2 separate regions of the Pan troglodytes genome follow, and region 1 is linked to region 2. Evidence: chromatin contacts called from public HiChIP or PLAC-seq data. All regions are on one chromosome and are shown on one strand. The core of a region is the stretch at or near the end of the contact, and the rest is flanking DNA. Distances in the headings are between cores, read along the strand shown.

What was found. HiChIP or PLAC-seq counts read pairs in DNA pulled down with a chosen protein or histone mark.
Region 1: an H3K4me3 HiChIP or PLAC-seq map of stem cell-derived excitatory neurons shows a contact between it and region 2, with 3 times the contacts expected there. The contact joins the promoter of CYREN here to the promoter of BPGM in region 2. A contact is called at or near these places in 1 of 7 Hi-C or Micro-C datasets (stem cell-derived neural progenitor cells) and 1 of 1 datasets of contacts at active chromatin or transcription factors (stem cell-derived excitatory neurons).

What each region holds. Positions count from the first base shown.
Region 1 is chr6:150,531,152-150,538,543 of NHGRI_mPanTro3-v2.0_pri, forward strand. It overlaps CYREN (cell cycle regulator of NHEJ), which reads right to left and starts at 5,947. Exons shown (of 4, transcript XR_010159008.1): 1 at 5,774-5,947; 2 at 4,756-4,831. It overlaps TMEM140 (transmembrane protein 140), which reads left to right. Exons shown (of 2, transcript XM_063815614.1): 2 at 1,442-6,572. The coding sequence starts at 1,466. The coding sequence ends at 2,023.
Region 2 is chr6:150,004,024-150,010,937 of NHGRI_mPanTro3-v2.0_pri, forward strand. BPGM (bisphosphoglycerate mutase) reads left to right here and starts at 5,356. Exons shown (of 5, transcript NM_001280257.1): 1 at 5,356-5,459.

The DNA of each region.
Region 1 (7,392 bases), core at 4,697-7,196, 530 kb after region 2:
TTTAGCAAGATCACTAAAAGATATTTCTACCCTTGATCCAATGATTGCACTTATAGGTAGATCACCTGAGAAAAATCAGATTCCAAACACGATTCACACAGCATCTTCACTTATAATGGTGAAAAGTGGAAACAATTTGTCTAGTAATAGTGTAATGGATGATTCCACATGAACTATTGCACAGCCATTGATCATGTTTTTGAAGAATATTTAACAGCTTTGAAAAATGTTTACTAAATCTAGTGAAAAAACATTACATTCAACATCATGATTATGTAAAAATACATCAGTACAGGAAGAAAATATTGGTAGAATATTAACAGTGGTTTTATGTGTATGATGGGATAAAAGGTTATCTTTTTTATTATTATTTTTAAAATATCTTCTGGCCAGGCATGGTGGCTCATGCCTGTAATTCCAGCACTTTGGGAGGCCAAGGTGGGTGGATCATTTGAGGTCAGGAGTTCAAGACCAGCCTGGCCAACATGGTGAAACCCATCTCTACCAAAAATACAAAAATTAGCCAGGCATGGTGGCGGGTGCCTGTAGTCCCAGCTACTCGGGAGGCTGAGGCAGGAGACTTGCTTGACCCCGGGAGGCAGAGATTGCAGTGAGCCAAGATCGCACCACTGCACTCCAGCCTGGGTGACAGAGTAAGGCTCCATCTCAAAAACAAACAAACAAACAAAAACGTCTAAGTTTTCTATAATTCGTACTACCATTGTCAGGAAAAAATTTGTATTAGTTTTTAAAGTAATGAGTATATGATGGGATTTCATCACCAGGTGACATCTTGTCTTGACCCAGTAATGAGTTCCCAGAGCACTGTAGGTAAAATCAGAGTGGGTGTGTCAGTGGTCCTCGACCCAGGCTCACCTTCGAATGAGCTTCAGAGCTTCAGAAACACACCAGTGCCCAGCCCGAAGCACATAAGTTGAGCTCTGATTGATCTGTGGCCCAGCAATGGGTAGTTCTTACAGCTCCCCATGTGGTTGTCTTGGCAGCTGTGGTGAAAACCAATAGCTTCCTCCACCTTCAGGTCTCCATTAAGGGTGGGCCTTGCCCTTCACCTCAGTCAAAACTCACCTTCAAAAAAGATCTGAGAAATCCCCTCACTAATGTTTCCAATGGCTTGTTGTATTTGGACTGGAGCAAAGCCTTTGGCTAAAGAGCACTTCACTCAGTTTAAGATGTTTCACACTTTCAAAGCTGCTTGGGAGAGACTTTTCCTCCTGACCTCAAATCAGAGGGCAGCTAATGACTTATTTGCAAATAGGTCCTGGCAGGAGGTTACCTCAGACTTCTGGTCCTTGGTGGAGGGCAGGGTAGGAGGGAAACTTGCCATGAGTTTGTAAGAAATGCCAAAGGGAGAACATGAGCTTGTCTGGACACAGGGAACAAGCAGGGGAGAGATGGACTGACTGCTGTGACTTCCCCGCAGGTCCCCCGGCAGAGGGCAGTAGAGATGGCCGGCCCAAGGCCTCGGTGGCGCGACCAGCTGCTGTTCGTGAGCATCATAGTCCTCGTGGTTGTGGTCATCTGCCTGATGTTATACGCTCTTCTCTGGGAGGCTGGCAACCTCACTGACCTGCCCAACCTGAGAATCGGCTTCTACAACTTCTGCCTGTGGAATGAGGACACCAGCACCCTACAGTGTCACCAGTTCCCTGAGCTGGAAGCCCTGGGGGTGCCTCGGGTTGGCCTGGCCCTGGCCAGGCTTGGCGTGTACGGGGCCCTGGTCCTCACCCTCTTTGCCCCCCAGCCTCTCCTCCTAGCCCAGTGCAACAGTGATGAGAGAGCGTGGCAGCTGGCAGTGGGCTTCCTGGCTGTGTCCTCTGTGCTGCTGGCTGGCGGCCTGGGCCTCTTCCTCTCCTATGTGTGGAAGTGGGTCAGGCTCTCCCTCCCGGGGCCTGGGTTTCTAGCTCTGGGCAGCGCCCAGGCCTTACTCATCCTCTTGCTTATAGCCATGGCTGTGTTCCCTCTGAGGGCTGAGAGGGCTGAGAGCAAGCTTGAGAGCTGCTAAAGGCTTACGTGATTACAAGGGTTCAGTTCCAACCATGGTCAGAGGTGGCACATCTGCTCAGCCATCTCATTTTACAGCTAACGCTGATCTCCAGCTCCAGCGATGGAACCCACTACAGAGGAGGTGGGGCCCCTGTGTCAAAGAGGCCGAGGGGCAGCAAGGGCAGCCAGGGCACCTGCGGCTTCTTAGTATAAGATTGTCTGTCCTTCAGGACTTCCAAGGCTCCCAAAGACTCCCTAAACCATGCAGCTCATTGTCACACCAATTCCTGCTTTAATTAATGGATCTGAGCAAATCTTCCTCTAGCTTCAGGAGGGTGGGGAGGGAGTGATTGCTGTCATGGGGCCAGACTTCCAGGCTGATTTGCCAAATGCCAAAATGAAACCTAGCAAAGAACTTACGGCAACAAACGAGGACATTAAAAGAGCGAGCACCTCAGTGTCCCTGGGGACATGGTTAAGGAGCTTCCACTCAGCCCACCATAGTGAGTGGGCCGCCATAAGCCATCACTGGAACTCCAACCCCAGAGGTCCAGGAGTGATCTCTGAGTGACTCAACAAAGACAGGACACATGGGGTACAAAGACAAGGCTTGACTGCTTCAAAGCTTCCCTGGACCTGAAGCCAGACAGGGCAGAGGCGTCCGCTGACAAATCACTCCCATGATGAGACCCTGGAGGACTCCAAATCCTCGCTGTGAACAGGACTGGACGGTTGCGCACAAACAAACGCTGCCACCCTCCACTTCCCAACCCAGAACTTGGAAAGACATTAGCACAACTTACGCATTGGGGAACTGTGTGTATTTTCCAGCACTTGTGTATTGGAAAACCTGTATGGCAGTGATTTATTCATATATTCCTGTCCAAAGCCACACTGAAAACAGAGGCAGAGACATGTACTCTGGTGTGATCTCTTGTCCTCAGTGTCTCTTCTGGGCTCCTGTCCCTCTTGCTTTATAGCTAGCTGCCCGGGGACCAAGGTACAGGTGAAAGCAAGGTAGCAGCTTGCGGGAGGAGGCCTGTCTGGCTTACCAGTCTATACACTGTGGCCTCAACCTCCCAGACAGGGCAGAGAACTGTGGGCAGCTCGTTTGCTTTCTAGGCTGGCTGGAGAGGTGGGAGCTCATTGATAGACTCATGATGGAAACTATTTTTGAAACAGGCTTCCTCCTTCAGGAGAGATCATGCGGACTAAACTGTAGCAATTCCAGTGCACCTGGCAGTGATCCTTTTCTTTGCAAAGTACTGTCTCTTTGGTTCCAGTAAGTTGGACCACCACATGACATCATTTTCCCTGGAACCTGGTCACTGACTAACACAGACAATTGGGACTCCAGAGCCTCAAGAGCCGGGAGAGGGCACAGTACATACAGAGGGAGTCGAATGGGATCTCATTTTGAGTCCTGCCTTCCGCACACTCAGAACGGCAGCCCCAAGGCCTGGAGTGTCCAGGGGCTTCTGGCCTGAGGTGAATCTGCCAGGCCCAAGAAGGCACAAAGGTAGGAGCACAGAGAGCCCCATTCCCACAGGCGGGCGGCCCAGCAGCACCAGTGGAAGCTCAGCTGTCCTCCAGCTGCTCTCGGCAGACAGTTCGGTGCACAGTTTATGCCCTAGCTGAAAAAGATCTCCCGGACGTATTTCAGCACATCCTCTTCCTCCTCCTCCTCAGGGCTCCTGCTACAGGCAGAGCTGGAACCCCCCGGCCTCTGGGAAGGGCTGAGGCCTGGAGCCAGTGCCTGTTTCCCACTGTCCTCTTCCTCACTGCTGCTCCCAGAACTTGTGTGAGGCGACATGGAGCAGGGAGGGGAGTGCTCTGGGTTATCAGCCCCCGCCAGGGCCGGCTGCTCGCAGGCCTTTTCCTGTTTGCGGCTCTGTGAAGTACGGGAAAACGCAGGCTCAACATACGTGTTTTATTTCCCTAACATGCTGATCTGTCAGTAACGCAGGATGTATCTAGAAGCAACTACAAAGCCAATGTGACCAGGCCAGGCAATGTACCCATATCCTGAGCACCCACCCTCTCTTCACCCCACTCCTTCCCCTGACCCCCTCTTCACAGCTCTTGAAGAAACCAGAACCCACTCGGGAGAGAAGCAAGCAAAGGCATGAGGATTAGCTGAGGGGAAAGGAAAAAGAAATGGAAGAAACATGTCTAGAAAGGCCGGTGACAGAACCCAGGACACAAAACCTGGGTGTGGGCCCATGCCTTAGCACTAGGAAAAGTCCCACACCACAGGGTTATTGCAAGGCTAAAATGACATAACGCATGCTTTCAAGGCACCTGGTAAACTGTAGAATGCTGTGCAACTCTGAGGCACTGCAATTATTACTGCAGGAAGCTAGGAAGCTCAGCATCCTCTGCTCAGGAGAGGGGCAATGGCTAAGAAGTCATCTACCCAACTGGGAACCTTTCCAAGAACACAAACAGGTAAACGCTTCATGTCCCATCCACATACACACCAGCGCACAGTCACGCTCTCCCTAACACACACACGCCCTCCCTAACACACGCATGCCCTCCCAGGCTTCTAGCCTCAAAGACACCCCACGAGCGCACACCCACATGGGGAGAGGCCTGGGCAGCATGGCCGAGATAAGAGCAAGGGAAGTGGCAGGAGGAAGAAGAGGTAGCCTACGGCAGAGGGCGTCTCTCTTACTGACGGTGACCAAGGGTCTAGCTTCTGCCCATGCAGAGTTTCTGGTCATGAGTAAGAGGCTTGTCTGACTTTACCTCAATCAGGATTCCCAGAGCAACATCGACTATCTCGGCCTCATTCATGCAGTACACAGTCCTTGTCGCAGGGAGTCTGAAAAAAAGACATGCAAGGCACAGATGACACAGACTCTCAAGTCTCATAAGGGCAAAGAGAACAGGAGAAGCAGGGCCTCTTCCCCCTGCCTTCCTACCACGCAGGAGGTACCAGCACCTCTGAGCTGAGGAGCTTTCTGACACGGACACAATTTCCTCAGCCTTGCAGCCCAGTGACTGGCACAGGGCTTCATGGAGGCAACACCGGGGTGCCTCCCACCCTCCACCAACTGCCCTACAAGGATCTGGAAGTAGGGAAGGATGGCCGCCTCTGAAACACACACGTGGATGCAAGAGGAAGGGAACCTCGGGCTGAGGCTGTACTGAGAGGAACCTGAAAGCAGGACCAGACTTAGGGAAAGACGGCAGCAGTCACAAGGGAAGGCTGTCAGTCAGGAAACCTTAGAGGAGGAGGAGCCAGAGAGGGAAACACCGAGTGCTGGGGCCCCGCCCACTTCACAGTGCAGCCTGGAGACTCACCACCCCCCCGCCACCCCCCCACCGGCAATTACCGTCATTCAACTAACTCACTCCCCAGCTCCTTAGCTCTCGCTGGCCCTGCAGCTGCTGCTCATCTGTCCATCCCTAAAAGTCTGTCCACAGGGGCAGGCACCACTCAGAACAGACCCTTCCACTGATCTTGCCCATCTGATGTTACCATGTTTGTTGTAAAGGAAGAGACTGGCATTCTGGACAACTGGCATCAGAGACTGGCTGACATGGAGAACCCACTCTGTGTGTGCTGAGGGCAGGGCACTCACCAGTGCAGAGGCAGAAGTGGGTGCCTGTCCTCGAGGGTTAACCCGCTTTGCCTCCCGCCCACAGCCCCTCCACCTTCTAAAAGCTCAAGAGATGATCAGACTGAAACACCCGCCCGTCTTGCTGTTCTGCCTAGGCTGGAAGACCTGGCCCAGGTCATGGAGGCCCCTGCTCCACGTGCCAGATTCGCAGGAGTCTTCTGACCAGAGCTGTCGCACCTTGCTGCTGCCACTGGCACTGCTGCCATTCTCATCCTCTTGGGGGCCTTCATTGGTGCCACATTCTTTGTAGCCACCTGGGCTGTCAGCCATGAGGGAAGGACCCTCGTTTTAGTCTCGGATTGTAAGGTTTCCATCTCTGTACCTTCTCACGAAGAAGAGTCAGGGCCCAAGCTTAATGACCTGTTTTTTAATTCAGGAAGGTAAATCTCATTCTCTCGTCACACCCGGAATTACAGGTCCATTTGTCCTCAGTGGGAGTTGATCTTTGATTCCTACAAAGAACAATAAAGTCCGGTGAATTCCAATACCTCCAGTCATCAGGCACAGTTACTGGTCGGTGCAGGGCAGACCAGAAGTGACCAAGGCCCAAGAGACTCAGACGGCCATTCACAGGCATCAGGCAGGTGTGATTGTGGGCAGGACAGCAGCTCAGGAGAGAGCCCTCTGACCTCCCCAAAGCTGGTGCCCCCTACAGGCAGCCAAAGCCAACCAGAGATACCTCCTGCAGCCTCTGTGCTGACTGACTCAGCACAGGAGGAACGGAAGGAGGCGGAGGCCCCTAATGTTCCTTCTCATTACCACCCCAAATGCCACTGTCCTCTGGATGCCCAGCCCATTCAATCCCTAAAATACCTCTTAATGGCCTCTCCCTCATCTGGCCAACTCGATTTCTCCACTCTTCTATGGTGGCTCAGTTACATGAAACTGAGGGCATTTTATTTCACAATAAAGTCTCATTGGCCAACACGCCACCCTTAAGCTAAAGATACTTCTGATTGGTCAAACTTGAAGCAGCAATAGGGGCCCGGAGGCATAACTGTGCCAGTCTGTAGATTCTGAAGCCCACGCCAGCCTCTGATCTAGTTTGGCCTCTCTTTTCCCTATCCCAATTGTTCTGCCTCCACTCAGCAGTCCTGGAGCTCAGTCCTCACCCAGAGAGATGGAGTTGTGACTCAGAGGGCCTAGGTCTCTACCTTCCACTTAGGAATCAAGCCAGAAGCTCCTGAAGCGGAGGTTTGCCCAAAAAAAAGAGTAGTCAGCGATAGTCCTCTCTGAATCATAATTTGATAATGTATTGCTCATCCAGATGGCTGTTTACAATTTAAGAAAAAATATTACCAGGCCCTCCTCCTAACCTGCCCGGCCATGGGGCACACCTTTGCCAATGCACCTTCATTTCTGTCAAAACTCAGTGATATTAGTGACTCCTACCCCCTAAGGCGCCTCTCAAGCGCAGTGCTGCAGTCTGTGCGGACAAATTTAGTTCACCCTGGGGTGCCTATTAAGTACATTTCGCAAACGAGGAACTGAGAGTTAACTTGCAGAAGATCACAGAAAAGTTTGAAATCAGCTGGTTGGATTCGCAGCCAGGTCCTGCAGACTCCAGACCCCGCGCCTCCCCGCCCTGCTTCTGGGCCCCAAGAGCAGGCCGCAGCAACTTCCAGAAGCCGGGTCTCTGGGGCACCGCGCTCGCGGACCGACCTCAGTCCCATCCCAGCCGCTCCCTGCCTGGGCAGAATGGGGGCCCCGAGGGAACGCGATGTGCTGCCAGTTCACAGCCCGCCCTCCCTCTGCGGGC
Region 2 (6,914 bases), core at 4,106-6,605:
ATGTTCTTAAGTTGATGCAGGGTTCATAAAGACTTCCTTTTATGAGTTTGACCTTCCAACTTGTACAGTGAGGTCACTTCTTTAAGAAAATACGCATGTATGTAGGAGAAAAGTTATGTTATCTGAGTCTTCATCAAAGAATGAGGATATGTTCTTTTACTCAAGAGCTAGCTGACTGGGGAAGCCCATAGGCAGAAGAAAATCCTGGTCAGGAGGGGTTTTTTAATTTTATTTTTAGGGAGCAGATAAATACATCTTAGGTGACTGACAACAAATTTTCCAAAGAAAAGAAGAATGAAGTTATATCAATAAGTTTTTAGGAGCAGTGCATGGTGGGAAGAGCTTAGAACAAAGGCTAAGAGTCAGACTCTGGTTTTGTAACTAGCTGTGCAGTCTTAGAAAAATTATCTCTCCCAGTTTTACTTTCCTCATCTGTAAATGGGGACACATATGCCAGGAGTTTTGTGAGGATTTACTGATGGAGCCCTGATAGTTTGGCTGTGTCCCTACCCAAATCTCATCTTGAATTGTATCCCCCATAATTCCCACTGTTGTAGGAGGGACCTGGTGGGAGATAATTGAATTATGGCAGCGGTTTTCGCCATACTATTCTCATGATAGTGAATAAGTCTCATGAGATCTAATGGTTTTATAAGGAGAAACCTCTTTCGTTTGGTTCTCATTCTCTCTTTGCCTGCCGCCATCCACGTAAGACATGACTTGCTCCTCCTTGCCTTCCATCATGTTTGTGAGGCTTCCCCAGCCACATGGAACTGAAAATTCAATTAAACCTCTTTCTTTTGTAAATTGCCCAGACTTGGGTATGTCTTTATCAGCAGTGTGAAAATGGACTAATACAAACTCTGATTTCCATCCACCATCCCCTCCATATCACCTCCCCACCCTGGCTCCTCAGCTAAACACCTTTTCTTCAGGTTAAAGAATAGAAAACTCTGTGGAGACAGAGGGTAAGGGGAAACCCTTCAGTAGCTATCAGGCTACTATCTTCACCTTTCTTAGCTCTGTAATATCAGAGCATAGAGAAAAAAATGCCTGGCCACTTTATCAGTCTCCATGAAGAAAGGGTGGAGCCAGTAGGCATTGCCATTGGTTCAGTAGACATTCCCGGAGCACCGTCATTTAGAGAAAGCAGCAGCCCATTTAAATCAATGAATCTTTTTAGGAAACTGAAACAAGTTCAATGCCCAAGAGTAGAGAATTGGTTGGACAATTCTCTACTCTTGTACATACCACCTGGATGCACATTCACGTAATGGAATTATACACGGAAGAAAAATATTAAATGACATTGGGACATGTTAATAACAAATTAAGTAGAAAAGATTGCCACAAAACAGTATATATACTAAGAGTCCAGGTTTTTTTTTTAAGTAATTGATTTATGGGAAAAATAGGATATACAAAATGTTAAAAATAAATTCTGGAGGGTGGGATTATAGGTATTTTAAGTTTTTTCTTTTCTAAACCTTATACAATAAACATTTTAAAACATAAATTTATAATTAATAAATATAAGCTTTAAAAAAAACTCCATAGGGCAGAGTTTGTGTTTACCACCATATAAACAACAAGCATTTAAAGAAACATGGGTTTTTCCTTAGTGGAGTAGAGAATTTGTAAAAGAGGAAAGCACCTCTCTTGATTCCTCATGTTTCTACCTTTTTCCCCTATCCTTGTCCCAGATCTGAAAGTAGTGGGGAAAAAAAATCAACCTGGCTCTTTTCCTATGCCAAGGTGCTTACTCAATGTTTAGTTTTACTGTAGGGGAATTTCACATAGATCAGGCTTCCCAATACCAGAGGTTCCTGGCTCTGCCACTGGGTCTGTACCCTCTTTGGCATCCACTTCCTGCCCATTACCTCTCTGGGTAGCTGCAAGATAGCTGGGGAAATCCCAGTCTCATGCCCTCTGCAAGAGTCCAGGTCTCCACTTGAGTGGAGAGCAGGAAAAAGAGGCAAGCGCAATGCCAAGACTTTACTGAGTAATTTGAATAAGAATACTTGTAAGTAGGTAAAATGCTTTACATTTATCATTACCATAATTGTTAAGAATAACTACCATTTATGAGATGCTTTCCATGTGGCAGGCACACATCACATTATCCCATTTAATTTTCACATTAGCGATTTGGGTATTATCTCTATTTAACAGATAAAGACACTGAGGCTGAGGTCAAGCAATTTGCCTAGGCTATTCTGCATTTTGCTAGCCTAGCAAAACCATTGGCTCCTTCCTTCCAGCAAACTCTAGAGTTAGCTATGATTGTGAGGCTTCCCCAGCCACATGGAACTGTAAGTCCAATTAAGCCCCTAAGTTCCCAGTGCTGGAAAGTGACAGACACAAGGTGCTTCAAAGATTGCAAAGCTATTCCAAAACTGCCTCCCTGATTCTTCACCCTACTCTGTGAGGAAGATGAGGATTCTAAGTTTTAACTTCTGAAAGAAAGGGACAGACTTTAAGGTCCCTTCTGAGAGGCCTGGATGGCTGACCCATAACAGCATTTCCAGTTTTTAGTTTCAGAAAAGGGAGTCTTGTACTTAGGAGGTCAATGATGGGGGCCACGCATAGGTCTATTATACTAGGTTACGAGTGGTAAATTTTAATCTGACCCTGAAGTAAGTAGGGTACAGTTGGAGACTAAACACTGGCAGCAAATAACCAACTCATGGTGTGTCCTGATAATGTGAAGAAAAGGAGACACTCCTGTACATGGGATATAGAACTAGCTAACTCTGGAGTTTGCTGGAAGGAGGGAGCCAATGGTTCTGCTAGGCTAGCAAAAGGGAGAATAGCCTATGTCCGTGGATGATGTTTTGATGCACGGTGGACCAATTCAGCCATACGTGGAAAAGGCTAGAGGCTCTGTGCACATAACTGTGAAATTATTTTGACCAGGTATGTATCCTATCAATAAAATAGTGGTTTATTCAGGTCACAAGGAAGACAATTTTCAACTAAAACTCAACGTATCACATGGGTTAATATTGACTTTTTCATATACACTTGTAACAGAAAGGAAGACAAAGAGACAACATAGCTATAATAATTTATTGCTTTTCATTTCTTGTTTGGATAAAAGTGAGACTACATCAAAAGTTGTTTGATGACACTGAATTATTTTCATAGTATCTATATCACTTGCTGTATCAGAACTGAAGTCCTCATGATTGGTCTTCAATGGAAGTGAATCCTAAAATTAATCTTAATTAAAAAAATACATTGCTTTTGGGGTGAGGAGGAGAAGGCAGCAGGAAGAGGAAGCATCTTCCCAGAATTATATGAATTAGCAACCTTGGGTCCTAGCCCAGGATTTGTCCCCAACCAAGTAATTCTGAGCACATCACTTAAGCTTCAGTTTCTTTATCTGTACAACAAGGAGCTAGAGTTTAATTTCCAAAGCCCTGTCAAGTACTAAGTTTGTACAAGTCTAATATTCTTTGGAGTTCATCTTTGCCTTAAATGGATTTATGATCATCTTTGTGAACCACGACCTCGTTATTTAAAAATTCATAAGGGAGACAGCTCATCGAATAGACCAGGACACAGGGTTCAGGATATGATACTGTAACATAATTAAGTATGGAGAACAATCTTGCCATAGGGCAAAAGTAACTCCTGAAATTCTGTTAGCCTCTGTGCACATTTGTCTTACAAACATGCTTGCTCCTGATGAAAATCTGCTTTTTAATTCCTTCTAGACAGAATCACTGATATAAGCTTCCATCTTATATCAAAATGACACATTCATAAGCCACATACTCTTGCAAATGATTCTAAAAGGCAAGTGATGTTTGATATTAAGGTTTTATGTGACAAGCTAGCATTCCATGGGTGTCCATAACAACAGTAAACTTAAATCCAATGAGTAGGTGCCCTTAAGTCCAGACTAAGTAGCCCTAAATGCCAAATGCCACAAGACTGACACTTGGGAATGACTGTCATTAGCCTCCGGAGTATGGATGGTGGGCACTCTGAATAGGAGCTTTATTACACTGTAGAAGAAAAGCTTTCTCCTTACTTTGTCCTCAACTGATATTGAGAAAAAAGCAAGAGGGCAAATGTATAAGATCTGGAAGCTGCCCCTTCCAGCTGTTCTGGCCTGAACTCTAGTTAATCTTGTGCAAGTTAAATTCGAACTATCACTAGGTGAGACCTATCACCTGCTGGGACCTGTCAAGCCTCGGATTAGTGCCGTCCCGGAAGTAAAGTTCTGTTGATATCCCAGGAGGAACTGTCATGCTCTAACATGGATAAATGAGATACAGAACTGGCTACGATTAGGTCTTAATGAGTTCAATAAAGAGTGTGTCACAGAATTTCAAATGTGGAAAGATTATCTTTTCAACTGTATGTATAATTTATTCTGAGGACTTGCTTGCGTGTCACAAACCTAATGCATTTGTTAGGAGGATGAAACAGGAAAAACTCACAGGAGGACACGAAACACTACTTAGGATAGCTTCTAAGAAGGGAATCTCCCATAACATTCCTTATCTTTCCCGCCCACCCAAGAGTTCTGACACATATGCTTCAAAACCTCGTGTGGTAGTTCAAGCCTGCTTAGAAGCTTTTAAGGCCTCGTGCCAGGTTTCCGGTGTTTTCATAGATTTCTCTTGTTCAGTTATTGTCGCCTCCGAATTTGTCATTCCCTCATTCCACTCCAGCCTCCCTTCCTCTGTGCAATAAGCTTTTAGGGCATTCCATTAATCACTTTTCTTCCCCACCTAAAATACTGTCAGCAAACTGCCTAGGGGAATCCCTATAAAAGCGGTAAGAGAAAGTAAGGTTGCGTTACTGCCTATAAATCGGGCACTTTAAAGCCATTTGTTTGAATCACTACTTAAGACTTTCAACCACGAGTAATTTGTGCGAAAGGAGCTTCTTCTGGGAGGATACCTCGGCTTCGTCTTCAGGTTTCAATCCCTAAATTTCCCATAAGTAAAAGAAACATCACCTCCTCTCTTCCAAGAGTCCGCTGACACCTGTCTTCACCCGCAGGTGTTTCTCTTAAGACGTTAAACGCTTTCTAGAACCTCAAACAGCTAAGATGCCCCCCGGACCCGAGGTTTTGCACCAGCGACGCTCCAGGGTGTGTTTTTCTACTTCCCTAGGCCCAAGCCTGCCAGCTGGCGTCGAAGCCAACTCCTTACTGGTTCAGGTATGTGCTCGTCTCTAAAGCGAACCAATCAGAGCCCCACTTCTTACTCCCGGGATTTGGTAAACGGAAGAGACCTCTCCTGTTCCGGGAGTAGGCCGGGACCGTGGATGAGTGACAGTTCGACTTTCCAATAGGCAGAGCCCTAGGACCTGCCCACGTCTGGTTCAGGGGCTAGAAAAGAGCGTCGATGCTGGCGGCAGTGATGAGTCCTAGGAGGCGCTGGCTCTTTGGCGGCTCGGAGGAGCGGCTGCTGCTGCTGCTGCTGGTGGCCCCTTTGCAGGTGAGTGGCTTTGTTTTAGAAAATGTTGCGAACGTTTACATTTTTTAGTGATGTGATGTTTTATTTTTGGGTGCGGGGAAGGCCAGTTTCTTTACTTCCCCCGGTTTAGTCGTTGGTGGGAGTCTGGTGCCCACTCCAGCCCTCAAGCTGGGACCCTCACTTATCGCCCCGGTCCCTTTCCCTTGTCCCTTTCTCAGAATGAGCCTCGCAGGCAGTCACCGTTCTGTCAACTGAGAGGAGGAGCCCGCTTTGGTAGTGCTGTCCTTATGGCAAGAATATATAGAAGTTGGAGGGAAGATAAACTCTCTTCTGGATGTCTGAGGTACTGTGTAGCAGAGCCCTTCCAATAGTAAGATCCCCTGGAAGGAAGCAGGGCGATGCCGCTGTATTCAGGGCTCTGGCAGACCTGGCCCTATCTATCATTTTGTGTAGTAGACAGAAAAACTCGAATGCGGTGAAAAGAGAAGGAGGTGAATATATGCAGTGTTTTCATGTAGGAATCTGGAGCCAAATCACAAGTTCTTAGAACCACTAGAAATAAAAACGTAAGTGTTTTTTCCTGTTTTCTAAGGGACGGGCTGGTATTACACTAGAGAAGGTCAATGAAATGCATAATTGCAGTTAAGTTCACAGTTAAGCTTTAAAGAATAGTTGGTTGTTAGCTAACTTATAACTCCCATCCCCCTACTGCCTCCCTTGCAAATTACGGAAGATCTTTAGCTTGTGAGTGGTACTAGAATGTTAGCTGACTAAATGCAGACTCTTTCCAAGAAGGGGAAAAATCAAAAGCTAAGTTTCACCTGTAGGTACTAAAGGTTTTTTAATAGTGAAAGCAGAACTCATGTCAGTTTGTCTTTTAATTTTTATTTTTTTTGAAACGGAGTCTCGCTCTGTCGCCCAGGCTGGAGCGACTGCAGTGGCTCGATCTCGGTTCACTGCAACCTCCGCCTCCCGGGTTCAAGTGATTCTCCTGCCTCAGCCTCCCAAGTAGCTGGGATTACAAGCATAGGCCACCACGCCTGGCTAATATTTGTATTTTTAGTAGAGACGGGGTTTCACCATGTTGGCCAGGGTGGTCTCGAACTCCTGACCTCAGGTGATCTGCCCGCCTTGGCCTCCCAAAGTGCTGGGATTACAGGCGTGAGCCACCGTGCCTGGCCTTGTCTTTTTTCTTTCTTTCTTTTTTTTGTTTTGTTTTGTTTTGTTTTGTTTTGTTTTGTTTTGTTTTGAGACGGAGTTTCGCTTCTGTTGCCCAGGCTGGAGTGCAATGGCGCGATATTGGCTCACCACAACCTCCGCCTCCTGGATTCAATCGATTCTCCTGCCTCAGCCTCCCGAGTAGCTGGGATTACAGGCATGCGCCCCCACGCCCAGCTAATTTTGTGTTTTTAGTAGAGACAGGATTTCACCATGTTGGCCAGGCTGGTCTCGAATTCCTGACCTCAGGTGATCTGC